Regions from separate parts of the Oryctolagus cuniculus genome. Here region 1 is linked to region 2. A link is a contact called in public Micro-C data. All regions are on one chromosome and are shown on one strand. Each heading gives the region's core, a stretch centred on a gene start, on an enhancer-like site or on the middle of the called end of the contact. The rest is flanking DNA. Distances are from core to core; before and after follow the strand shown.

What was found. Hi-C and Micro-C count contacts between places; a contact is called where the count stands out from the background.
Region 1: a contact with region 2 is called in a Micro-C map of ear pinna, with 1.9 times the contacts expected there. The contact joins the enhancer-like site here to the promoter of FBXL19 in region 2. A contact is called at or near these places in 5 of 6 Hi-C or Micro-C datasets (ear pinna, liver, psoas muscle and 2 more).

The regions. Positions count from the first base shown.
Region 1 is chr19:6,259,237-6,264,154 of mOryCun1.1, forward strand. The region is part of intron 5 of BCL7C (BAF chromatin remodeling complex subunit BCL7C); the gene reads left to right. It overlaps LOC127487909 (a long non-coding RNA gene), which reads right to left. Exons shown (of 3, transcript XR_007915179.2): 2 at 1-4,918. Among named protein-coding and RNA genes, the nearest start is that of BCL7C, 9.9 kb to the left of the region's middle. Within about 2 kb of position 3,470, at least 5 of the 8 cell types and tissues checked have an H3K27ac peak or open chromatin away from gene starts, as enhancers often do. A contact at or near this core is called in ear pinna, where this site is marked.
Region 2 is chr19:6,222,943-6,228,305 of mOryCun1.1, forward strand. It overlaps FBXL19 (F-box and leucine rich repeat protein 19), which reads right to left and starts at 3,410. Exons shown (of 11, transcript XM_070064852.1): 1 at 2,281-3,410.

The DNA.
Region 1 (4,918 bases), core at 2,220-4,719, 36 kb after region 2:
TACCCAGTGCCTAGCTCTATACCACTTTGCTGTATTGCCTTGTCACGTGTCCATGTCTACCCTATGTCCTTGGTCTCCTTCCAAACCAACTGTAGACAGTGGTGCACGTCCCTCTCAACACTAAGCACGTGTGTCATTAAGTCCCGTGCAGTTTTTGTGGGTGACGTTGTTTTTCCCGCTGGATGTGAAATATCCGAGGACGAAAGGCCCCGTGCCCAGTGCCTCACTCAGTGAGTTTAACCAATGCAGACGACGGCAAAGGCGGACTTGTCAAACACACAACGTCGCAGTCGCTCCAGAAAGCTCCTGATAGCTCCTTGTCACTTCTCCAGTGGCCTGGTCTGTTCAGTTTTTTATTTGAAAGGTGGAGAGGGATCATCTGTCTGCTGTTTCACTCCCCAAATGCCTGCAGCGACTGGGGCTGAGCCAGGTCGAAGCCAGGAGCCAGGAACTGAATCCTGGTCTCCCACCTGGGTTGGGGGGCCCCATGTGCTTGAGTTCCTGCTGCCTCCCCCGGAGCGCATTAGCAGGGAGCCGGAAGCAGAAGTGGACCCAGGACTGCAACCCAGGCACTGTGATTCCAGTGTGGGATACGGACATCCCTAGTGGAGTCATCGCCTCTGCAGCAGATACCTACCTGACTTTTTTTTTCCTTTTAACCACAGAGCAGGTTTAACCCGTTCTAGAAACGGAATCAGACGTACACTATGTACCCCTTTGCATCTGCTTTCTTTTACTCAGTGTAATGTACATCTTTTAAGAAGATTTATTTATTTGAAAGATAGAGTCACAGAGAGGCAGCAGTAGGAGAAAGAGGGAGAGAGAAAGAGGGTCTTCCATCCTCTGGGTTCACTCCCCAGATGGCTGCAAGGACCAGAGCTGCGCTGATCTGAAGCCAGGAGTCAGGAGCTTCTTCCAGGTCTCCTGTGCGGGTGCAGGGGCCCAAGCACTTGGGCCATCTTCCATTGCTTTCCCAAGCGCATTTGCAAGGAGCTGGACCAGAAGTGGAGCAGCCGGGACTCTAATTGGTGCCCGTGTGGGATGCCGGCACTGCAGGCGGCGGCTTCACCTGCCACAGCACCAGCTGCTGTGACATACATTTTTAAAGGCAGAGTGAGAGAGGGCAAGCTTCCACTTGCTGGTTCACTCCCTAAATGTCTGCAACAGCCAGGGCTGCGCCAGGCTGAAGCTAGGAGCTTGTAACTCCTTCTGGGTCTCCCCTGTGGTTGGCAGGAGCCCAAGTACTTGGGCCATTATCTGCGGATTTTGCAGGTGCAGTTAACAAGGAGCTGAATCAGAAGTGGAGCAGCTGGGACTCCAGCCGGCACTCTGATATGGAATGCTGGCATCACAAGCCGTGGCTTAACCCGCTGCATGCTGTGGAATATTCTTGAGAGTGGCCCATGTTTTTCCATGGATCAGAGGCATGGGCCTTTTTATTGCTAAGTTGTATTCCATAGACTTCATTTTGAGCAAGATCACTCTGCTAAGTGGAGAACAAAGGAAAATGGAGCAGCCAAGACCCAAACCGTCACTCCTATGGGCGGTGGCTTTTTTTTTTTTTTTTAAGATTTATTTATTTATTTGAAAGTCAGAGTTACAGAAAGGCAGACACAGAGAGAGAGAGAGAGAGAGAGAGAGAGAGAGAGAGAAAGAGAGAGGTCTTCCATCTACCGTTTTACTCCCCAGGTGGCCACAATGGCCGGAGCTGCATGGATCTGAAGCCAGGAGCCTCTTCCAGGTCTCCCACATGGGTATAGGGGCCCAAAGACTTGGCCATCTTCTACTGCTTTCCCAGACCACAGCAGAGAGCTGGATCGGAAGTGAAGCAGCCGGGACTCAAACCCGTGCCCCTGTGGGATGCTGGCACTGCAGGCGGCGGCTTTCCCCGCTACACCACAGCGCTGGGGGCCCCCAGGCACTCTTGAAAGCAGAAGTTCTGAGACATGGAGTTCGCTTCCCAGGGTGGTCATCACGAGGGAGGGCAGCTCCCTGGCTGCCCTGGTCACCCCATCCCTACCACTCCCTAGTGTCTTCCTCATCTCGTTGAGGCCTTGCAGAGCCTTAAGACTGAGGGCGGAGCTCCAGCAGGCCTGGCCTGTTGCTCATCTTCTTGCCTCTGCTTCCTGTTCTCATGCCTCACTTCCTGCCCGCTGGGTGTCCGCCCGCCCGCCGGTTCTTACCTGCCTTTGCCCATGAGGCCCTGCTCAGTGTGGCCCCTGGGCCCCTCCCCCATGCTCCTAATTTCTAACACACCGCAGCTGGCCAGGCTCCCTCCCCGCTCACACTTGCTGCTCCCTCTGCCTGGGGGAACTCTTCCCTTCCTCGTGGCCAAGGCCATGGCTGACTGATCTTTCAGTCTCGGGCTCATCTCACCTCCTGCAGGAAGGCTCCCTGACCTCCGAACCCGGTCAGCTCCTTGCTTAGTCTCTGGGCTTCCTCTTTATCGGATCTTCCACTTCCCCGTCTCTGGCTCTCCTTTGTCTTCCTCCGGGCAGGCAGGGAAACAGCAGGTGCTTACTACTTAGTGATCAATGGAAGAACTAAAGCAAGCCCGGCTTCCTTTCTCCTGTATAAAGTGCAATGCTCTGTTTTCCCAGCCACTGGAAAGGCGCCGGGGTTTCCGCTTGGTTCCACCTCCCGGCGGGCCCGGGGAGGCCCAAAGTCACCGGGACTCATTTGGGACAGGCGCCGCGAGCGCCTGGCAGAACCCCCAGCTGTGTGTCTGCAGGCCTGGGAAGGCGGGGATGTTTCTGGTTGGTGACGCCGGGCAGGCAGGAGGGCTGCGCACCATCACTTGCTCTCCCACTGTCACATTTGTCTGGGGCTTTTCTTGCCTGTCCTCTCCTTTGTTCCAAGTCAGGGGGCTCGTGGTGTCCCGGCGGGTTGGGACTCAGGGTAAGAATGCACCCTTCTAGGTTCAGACTGATTTGTTCTCCCCGTGACCCGGGCAAAAGCCCTTGCCCTGTCAGGACCTTGGTTGCCTCATCTGAAAAATGGAGCCAATACTCTGTTCCTCGTCTTTGTACCAGGTCCGCAACCGCATGATGTAAACCAAGGTTTGCCAGGTGAACGTTCCCCGCGTGTGCTTTGTCGCACCCCCGGGCAGTTTCGTGCACTCTAGATAATTTCAGAAATGCAGTGCCAAAGAAAAGTCATCGTAACGACCCTGCGTGAGGTCTCGATGTCTTCGGACAAGATCTTGGGAGGCAGCCAGCGAGGGGGCGGTGGCACTGAGAGAACCCAGCCACGAGCGGGGCGCCAGGTTCCGGGACAGCGCCGGTAATGCCTTCGGTCGCCATCTGTGCAACGCGAGCCTGCGGCCCTACCTCCGCCTCGGCCTTTTGTGAAGCTCGGAGGAAACAAAGGAGGGCAGCGTGCCTCGGCACGGCCGGCCCGCGGGGAGCAGGCGCGGCCCGGGGAAGGGTTAAGGCCACCGACGCGGCGCGCGCGTGCTAGAGGGGCCGACGGCGGACTTCCGGCGGGGCGGGGCGGGGCGGGGCCTGTGCTCCCGCCGCCGGCGGGGGTCGGAGCGGGCGCCCTGCGCTCGGCCTGCGCCTCCTGGGCTCCCTGCCTCGAGGTCCGGTCGTGGGCAGCGTCGTAACCCCGAGTGGGCCTTGGGTTCCCCGGCCGTGCTTTAGGGCCGGGAGGACTCGCTTGCACCTCGGACCACACCGTATCCCCCTGCTGTCCAGTGGAGGAATCTGCGACTCAGGAGGAGGAATTTAAGTCCAGGGTAGCGGGGCGGCCGTGGCGGGCTTGCTGTGCAGGCTCATTCCTCTCATTTCTCACAGGGTGTTTGTGGCTTCAACCCGTTTTACAGATCAGAGAACTGAGGCTCGGGTGCAGGTCAGCGGCCCAGGGGGCTTGTGTGGCCACTCAGTCCTGCCTGGTAGCGAGTGCTTGCTGCTGACCGCTCCCCGCCGGCTCACGCACCTGGTACGGAACCGCACCTGGTACGGAACCGACAGCGGTCCTGGCGCAGGTGAACCGCCACCTCCTACCTCAGGGGAAGTAATCACTGAACCCCTGTGCATTTCACTGGAGACGTATGTTTAAAAACAGCAGCTTTATTGAGCTTAATCCACACACCCTCCCACTCACCGGTTTGACGTGTACAATTGAGCAATTAGCGCAGTGTTAGAACATTTTAATCAGCCCTGAAAGAAACCGCAGTGGTGAGCAGTGGTTCCCAGGCCTTCCTCCAGCGCGCTCCGTCCCCCAGACTAGCACCAGCGGGCTTCCTGTCTCTCTATTTGTTTATTTGGGCATTTAAAAAAAATACACTGATTTTAAAAAGGTTAATTTATTTGAAAGGCAGCGTTACAGAGGAGGTGGAGAGAGACAGAGCGATCTTCTATGCAGGGCTGGGCCAGGTGTTTGCTTTTCTTATTTTTTTTTTTAAGATTTATTTATTTGTAAGAGAAATTTTCCATCTGCCAGTTCACTCCCCAAATGGTGGCAATGGCCAGAAGTGGGCCGATCTGAAGCCAGGAGCTCCTTCCTGTTCTCTCATGTGAGTGCAGGGGCCCAAGCACTTGAGCCATCTTCCACTACTTTCTCAGGCCATAGCAGAGAGCTGGATTGGAAATGGAGAAGCCAGGATTTGAACTGGTGCCCATGTGGAATGTTGGCACCATAGGTGGGGGCCCTACTATACCATAGCACTGACCCCAACAGTAAATTTTTTTAAAAGATTTATTTATTTGAAAGGCAGAGTTACAGAGAGGCAGAGGCAGAGAGGCGGGGGAGAGGTCTTCCATCTGCTGGTTCATTCCCCAGATGGCTACAATGACAGGAGCTGCCCTGATCCCAAGCCAGGAGCCAGGAGCTTCGTCCAGTCTCCCACACAGATGCAGCGGCCCAAGGACTTGGGCCATCTTCCACTGCTTTCCTAGGCCATAGCAGAGAGCTGGAT
Region 2 (5,363 bases), core at 2,160-4,659:
CCGAGGGCGCTCGGCCCCTCCCTCCGGCGGAGGCCGGGACGGCGGCGAATGGAGCTGGGGGGCGCCGGGGGCGAGGCCCTCCCACGGGCTGCGGCGCGGCCCTTCCAGGGGGAGGTCCTGCTCTGGGGGGCTCAGTCCCTCAGCCCCCCCAGGCCAACGGGGGCTCCTCGGGCGCAGGGTGCTCAGCTTCTGGCCCGGGCCCCACTCAGTCCCGGGTCCGAGTCCCAGCTCCCCTCCCCCCACCCCGCCCCGCCTCTCCTCAGCGCCCCCGGCCCTTTAACTGGCCCCTTCCCGGCCCCCACTGCCCAGGGGTCCAGGGCCAGGCCTGGGCCCCCCCACCGTTTCCGGGGTTCAAGCCCCGCCCACCGCCGGTTCCCGGGGAGGGGGGGGTCGCTGTAACCTGCCCCCCTCCCCTGGGCCCGCCCCTGGACTGCGGCCCCCTGTCCTACGCCTACGGAGCGAGCGGAGGGGGGCAAAGGAAGCTGCTCCGGCCCCGCCCCCCCAGCCCGCGCGCGCCCCCGCCCTCTCCCCCTCCCCCCCCAGCGCGCGACCCTCGGGAGATAGGGATTTAAATAAAATTTGAATAAATCCCCCTCCTCAAGCGAGAGGGTGGAAGGAAAGGATGGAGGGGGGGGCAGGGAAGGGGGAAGGGGGCAGTTGGGGTGTCTCAGCCCCCTTGGTCCCCCAGCCCCGCGCTGCTTCGGCCCGGGGCCCTGGCCGCTTCTCTCATCCCTCCTCAGCTCCTTCCTCCTTCCTCCTCTCTTCCCCCTCCCCTCCCTCCTCCTTCCCTCCTCCTCCTCCTCTTACTCCCTCCTTCTCACAGAGGAACCCCGCCCCCTGCCCCCTCCTTCCTCCCCCACCTCCACTTTCGAGGACGAGCGCGTGCAGGGCACGACGGGAGTTGTAGTCCCGCGGACGTTGGTGCTACCGCAGAGACAACGAGACGCTGGGGCCAGCAGGGACTACAAGCAAAATGGCGGAGGACGTGCCAAGCCGGGAGCCGAGGATGCCGGGAGTTATAGTCCGGTTGGCCTGAGGCTCCCCGTTGCAGAACATAGAGAAGGAGCGGGAACGATGACTACAAACAAGATGGCCTTCTCCCCCGACCCGACCTCCTTCCCAGGCACTCACACGCCCTCCTGTCCACAACCCTCCGCGTGTGTGGTACCTGACGGGAGTCGCAGTCCATCTGCTGCCTTCCCGCTGCCATTTCTATTCGTCAGGAACAATGGAAAGGTGAAAAGGAATGAGGACTACAAGCAAGATGGCGGAAGAGGGGCGTACACCTGACTAGCACTCGATTTCATGAGGTGCGATGGGAATAGTAGTTTCCTAGTCTTCTGGTGTTCTTTAAGAATGGCGGAGCCAGGAGAAGAAGGAGACTACCATAAAGATGGCAGGCTACCTAGCCTCTCCGTCGCCTCATTCCACCACCTTGGGCACCTCGCCCGCCTGCAATAGCGAAATCCCCCACCCGGTGGCGCAAAGCCTGGCGGGAGTTGCAGTCTTCCCAGCTCCTCTCTATTATCTTCAGTCCAGACAATGGAACGGGACGGGGCGGGGACTGCCGGCAGAGATGGCGGCCAGAGTAAGTGAGGGTGGGGAGATGGCGCATGGGAGTTGTAGTCCAGGCGCTAGGGCTAGTCCCTGCAGAAGTGGAGGGCGGGACTACAGCAAAGATGGCGTCCCGGACACTCGACCTCTGCGCCAGTGCCTGCTGGGGGACGTAGTCCTTTCCTGAGCTCTACGGAGAAAGGACGTTGGCTGTGGGAATGTGCAGGCCGACGGAACCGGAAGGGCCCCTTCCCCGGCACTCCGGCCACCCCGCTCAGCAGAGCCTGCCGGGAAAAGTAGTCCTGGGCTTTCACTCGCTGGGGGAAGGGGGGAGAGTTTATGTCACCAGTGGGGAATCACTGCGAATGAGAGAGAAAGACGCCCGGGCGATCCAGGAATCTAGAATGTCCGCCTCCTCGGGTGGCAAGGACTTCATATGTCAAGAGAAGGCTCTTAAAGGAAAGCATCGGTAGTCAGCATTGCCGCGACAAAGGAGGCGTGGTTCTCGCCGAAAGTCACGCCGCTGTCCCTTCGAAAGCGTAGGCGCCTCACGCCCGAGGCCGCTCACCCCCAAGCCTCCAGAACTCGGTCGCTATCTTACAAGTCGTGAGGGCTCCAGGCTGAGGTCGTACAAAAATCCCAGCCCCGCTCCGCTGCCACCACCACCACCCCGGAAGTCACCAAACCTCGGTTTTCTCATCTGAGAAATGGGATAGTGATACCCACCTGGAAGCAGAGTTAGAGGAGTGTTAAACAAGACAGTGTTCACGAAAGTGCCCAGCTCTGGCCCCGGGCCCGTGACGACAGTGCCTTTATGGAGGTCCCGTCCAGTACCGCCTTCCTGGGAATCCAGGAGTCCACCACGCCGGACGGAATTCGCTTCAGTGACCAGAACACCGGGCTGGGCGGGCCACCCCATCCTGAGCCGCCCACCCCTCCGCCCTTCCACAGCTGGGCCCTCCGGCATGCACTACCGAGCACTGCTCCCAGGGGGCGCCCTTTCTCCATTCGGCCGAGGGTCTACAAACCCACCAAATGCCTGCACCTGAAGTTGTAGGCGCTTCCCGGGCACCCTGGGAGGCCTTCACCTGCGCACCTCAGCAGCCCACTTCCGGGCCTCTCACTCGCCGCCGCCTCCTCCTCCACCTGCCACACTGCTCCGGACCCCAAGCCGAGTCCCTCTGCCTTAGGGGCCCGGCGGGAGACTTGGTGGGTGTGGTTTTTCTGTTGGGGGTGGGGGAATGTGGTGTCACTCCCGACATTGCAGGCCCTGGCCTCAGGCTGAACCCTTATGCCGGCACTTTTATCAATCAGGAAAACCTCGGGCTCCCAAGACCAGTGCCTCTGCCTCTCGGCCCTCGAGGCTTTCATTTTGGCGCCGAGGAGGATGACTTCAGAGCATTGCACCTCCCCTCCTCCCATCCCTGGGTGGTTCCGCCCAGTTAGCTGCTCACCTTTCGGGTCTGAATTTAAACGCCACTGTCCACCATCCACTGAAGCTTCTCTGTGGTTCCCGGATGAGATTCGTGGCCTCTTCCACTAGCTGCTAAGCTTCATGAGGCGTGCATCGCCCTTGAAGCTAAGATGCTGGCGGAACAGGCTCCCATTTTATGGATGGGAAAATTGCGGTCCTGGGCGTAGGCACTGAACGTGGCCGTCAGGACGCCCTCATCGAACACTGAGAGCCTGGGTTCAAAACCCCGGGCTCCAACTCCTGACTCCAGCTTCCTGCAAATGCAGACCCTGGGGCCAGCGGTGATGACCCAGGTGATTGGGTTGAGTTCCTGGCTCCTGGCTTGGGGAAATGCCAGCTGTCTGTCTCTCTGCTCTCAAATAAATAAGGGAAAAAAAAAAAAAATATATATATATATATAGAAAAACTCTTCATTTTATAAGTGAAATTCTCATCATGAGCAGATACTATTTGTAGAAGCATACTTCAACAGGTTCATGGAAAATGAAATTAAAAGTTTTGGGCTGGCGCCGCGGCTCACTAGGCTAATCCTCCGCCTGTGGCGCCGGCACCCCAGGTTCTAGTCCCGGTCGGGGCGCGGGATTCTGTCCCGGTTGCTCCTCTTCCAGTCCAGCTCTCTGCTGTGCCCCGGGGAATGCAGTGGAGGATGACCCAAGTCCTTGGGCCCTGCACCCGCACGGGAGACCAGGAGAAGCACCTGGCTCCTGGCTTCGGATTGGCGCAGCGCGCTGGCCATAGCGGCCACTTGGGAGGTGAACCAATGGAAGGAAGACCTTTCTCTCTGTCTCTCTCTCTCACTGTCTAACTCTGCCTGTCGAAAAAAAAAAAAGAAAAGAAAAGAAAAGAAAAGGTTTGGGGGCTGGTGCTGTGGCATAGTGGGTAAAGTCGCTGCCTGCAGCACCGGCATCCCATAGGAGCACTAGTTCGAATCCTGACAGCTCCACTTCTCATGCAGCTCCCTGGGAGCTGTACCTGGGAAAGCAGTGGAGGATGGCCCGAGTCCTTGGGCCCCTGCACCCACATAAGAGACCCAGATGAGACTCCTGGCTCATGGTTTCAGCCTGGCCCAGCCCAGGCTGTTGCAGCCATTTGGGGGGGTGAACAAGTGGCTAGAACATCTCTCCTCTCTCTGTCTATCCCTTTCTCTCTGTAATCCTTTTTCAAGTAATAAGTCCTAGAAAGTTTATTTTTTGGGCTGGTGCTGTGGCATAGTGAGTAAAGCCACTGCCTGCAGTGCTGGTATCCTATATGGGTGCTGGTTTGAGTCCTGGCTGCTCCACTTCCAGTCCAGCTCTCTGCTATGGCCTGGGAAAGCAGTAGAAGATGGCCCAAGTCCTTGGGTCCCTGCACCCACATGGGAGACCTAGAAGAAGTCCTAGTTCCTGGCTTTGGCCTGGCACAGCCAAGGAATGAGCCAGCAGATGGAAGATCTCTCTCTCTCTCTCTCTCTCTCTCTCTCTCTCTGTAACTTTCAAATAAATAAATCATTTTTAAATCCATACATCGTGTTTTCATAATTCACTTTTTCCATGAACTTTGTGAAATGCCCTCGTACGCATGGTTTTTCAAATTTTGTTTGTACCCAGAGAAACCTTTGTTTTCATTCCAACCTGCACAAACTATGCAAAGTATCCTCTTAGGCCAGAAGCTAGGCCTCTCCCACTGAACAGTCAAGCTGCAAATGGCAAAGGCGAAGTTCTTGAAGGAAACAAGACCTGCCCCACCCGAGAATGCTGAATGATAAGAAGGCAAAACAACTCTCTGCTGATAAGGAGAGAATCACACCAGTCACAACTTTCCCCTCCGCTAAACCCTAATCCAGGGCAAGACCCCGGAAGAAGTCTCTGGTTCTACAAAGGCTGAGAGAGGCCAGGAAGCCACAGAAGAAAGCTTTGAAGCCAGCGGAAGTTGCTGGTTTGTGAGGTTAAGGAAAGAAGCCGTGCTATAACCTGAAGCCACAAGTGCTCGATGCAGCGGCTCCAGTAAGTTCTCCAGGAGACCAGGCTGAGAGCATCCACAAACGGGGCTGCTTCCCCAAAACAGGTTTTCTTTTTTTTTTTTTTTTTTTCTATTCGACAGGTAGAGCTACAGACAGTGAGAGAGAGAGACAGAGAGAGAAGGGTCTTCCATCCGCTTGTTCACTCCCCAAATGGCCGCTCCAGCTGGTGCTGTGCCAATCCGAAGTCAGGAGCCAGGTGCTTCCTCCTGGTTTCCCATGCGGGTGCAGGGCCCAAGCACTGGGCCATCCTCCACTGCACTCTCAGGCCACAGCAGAGAGCTGGCCTGGAAGAGGAGCAGCTGGGACTAGAACCCGGCGCCCATATGGGATGCCGGC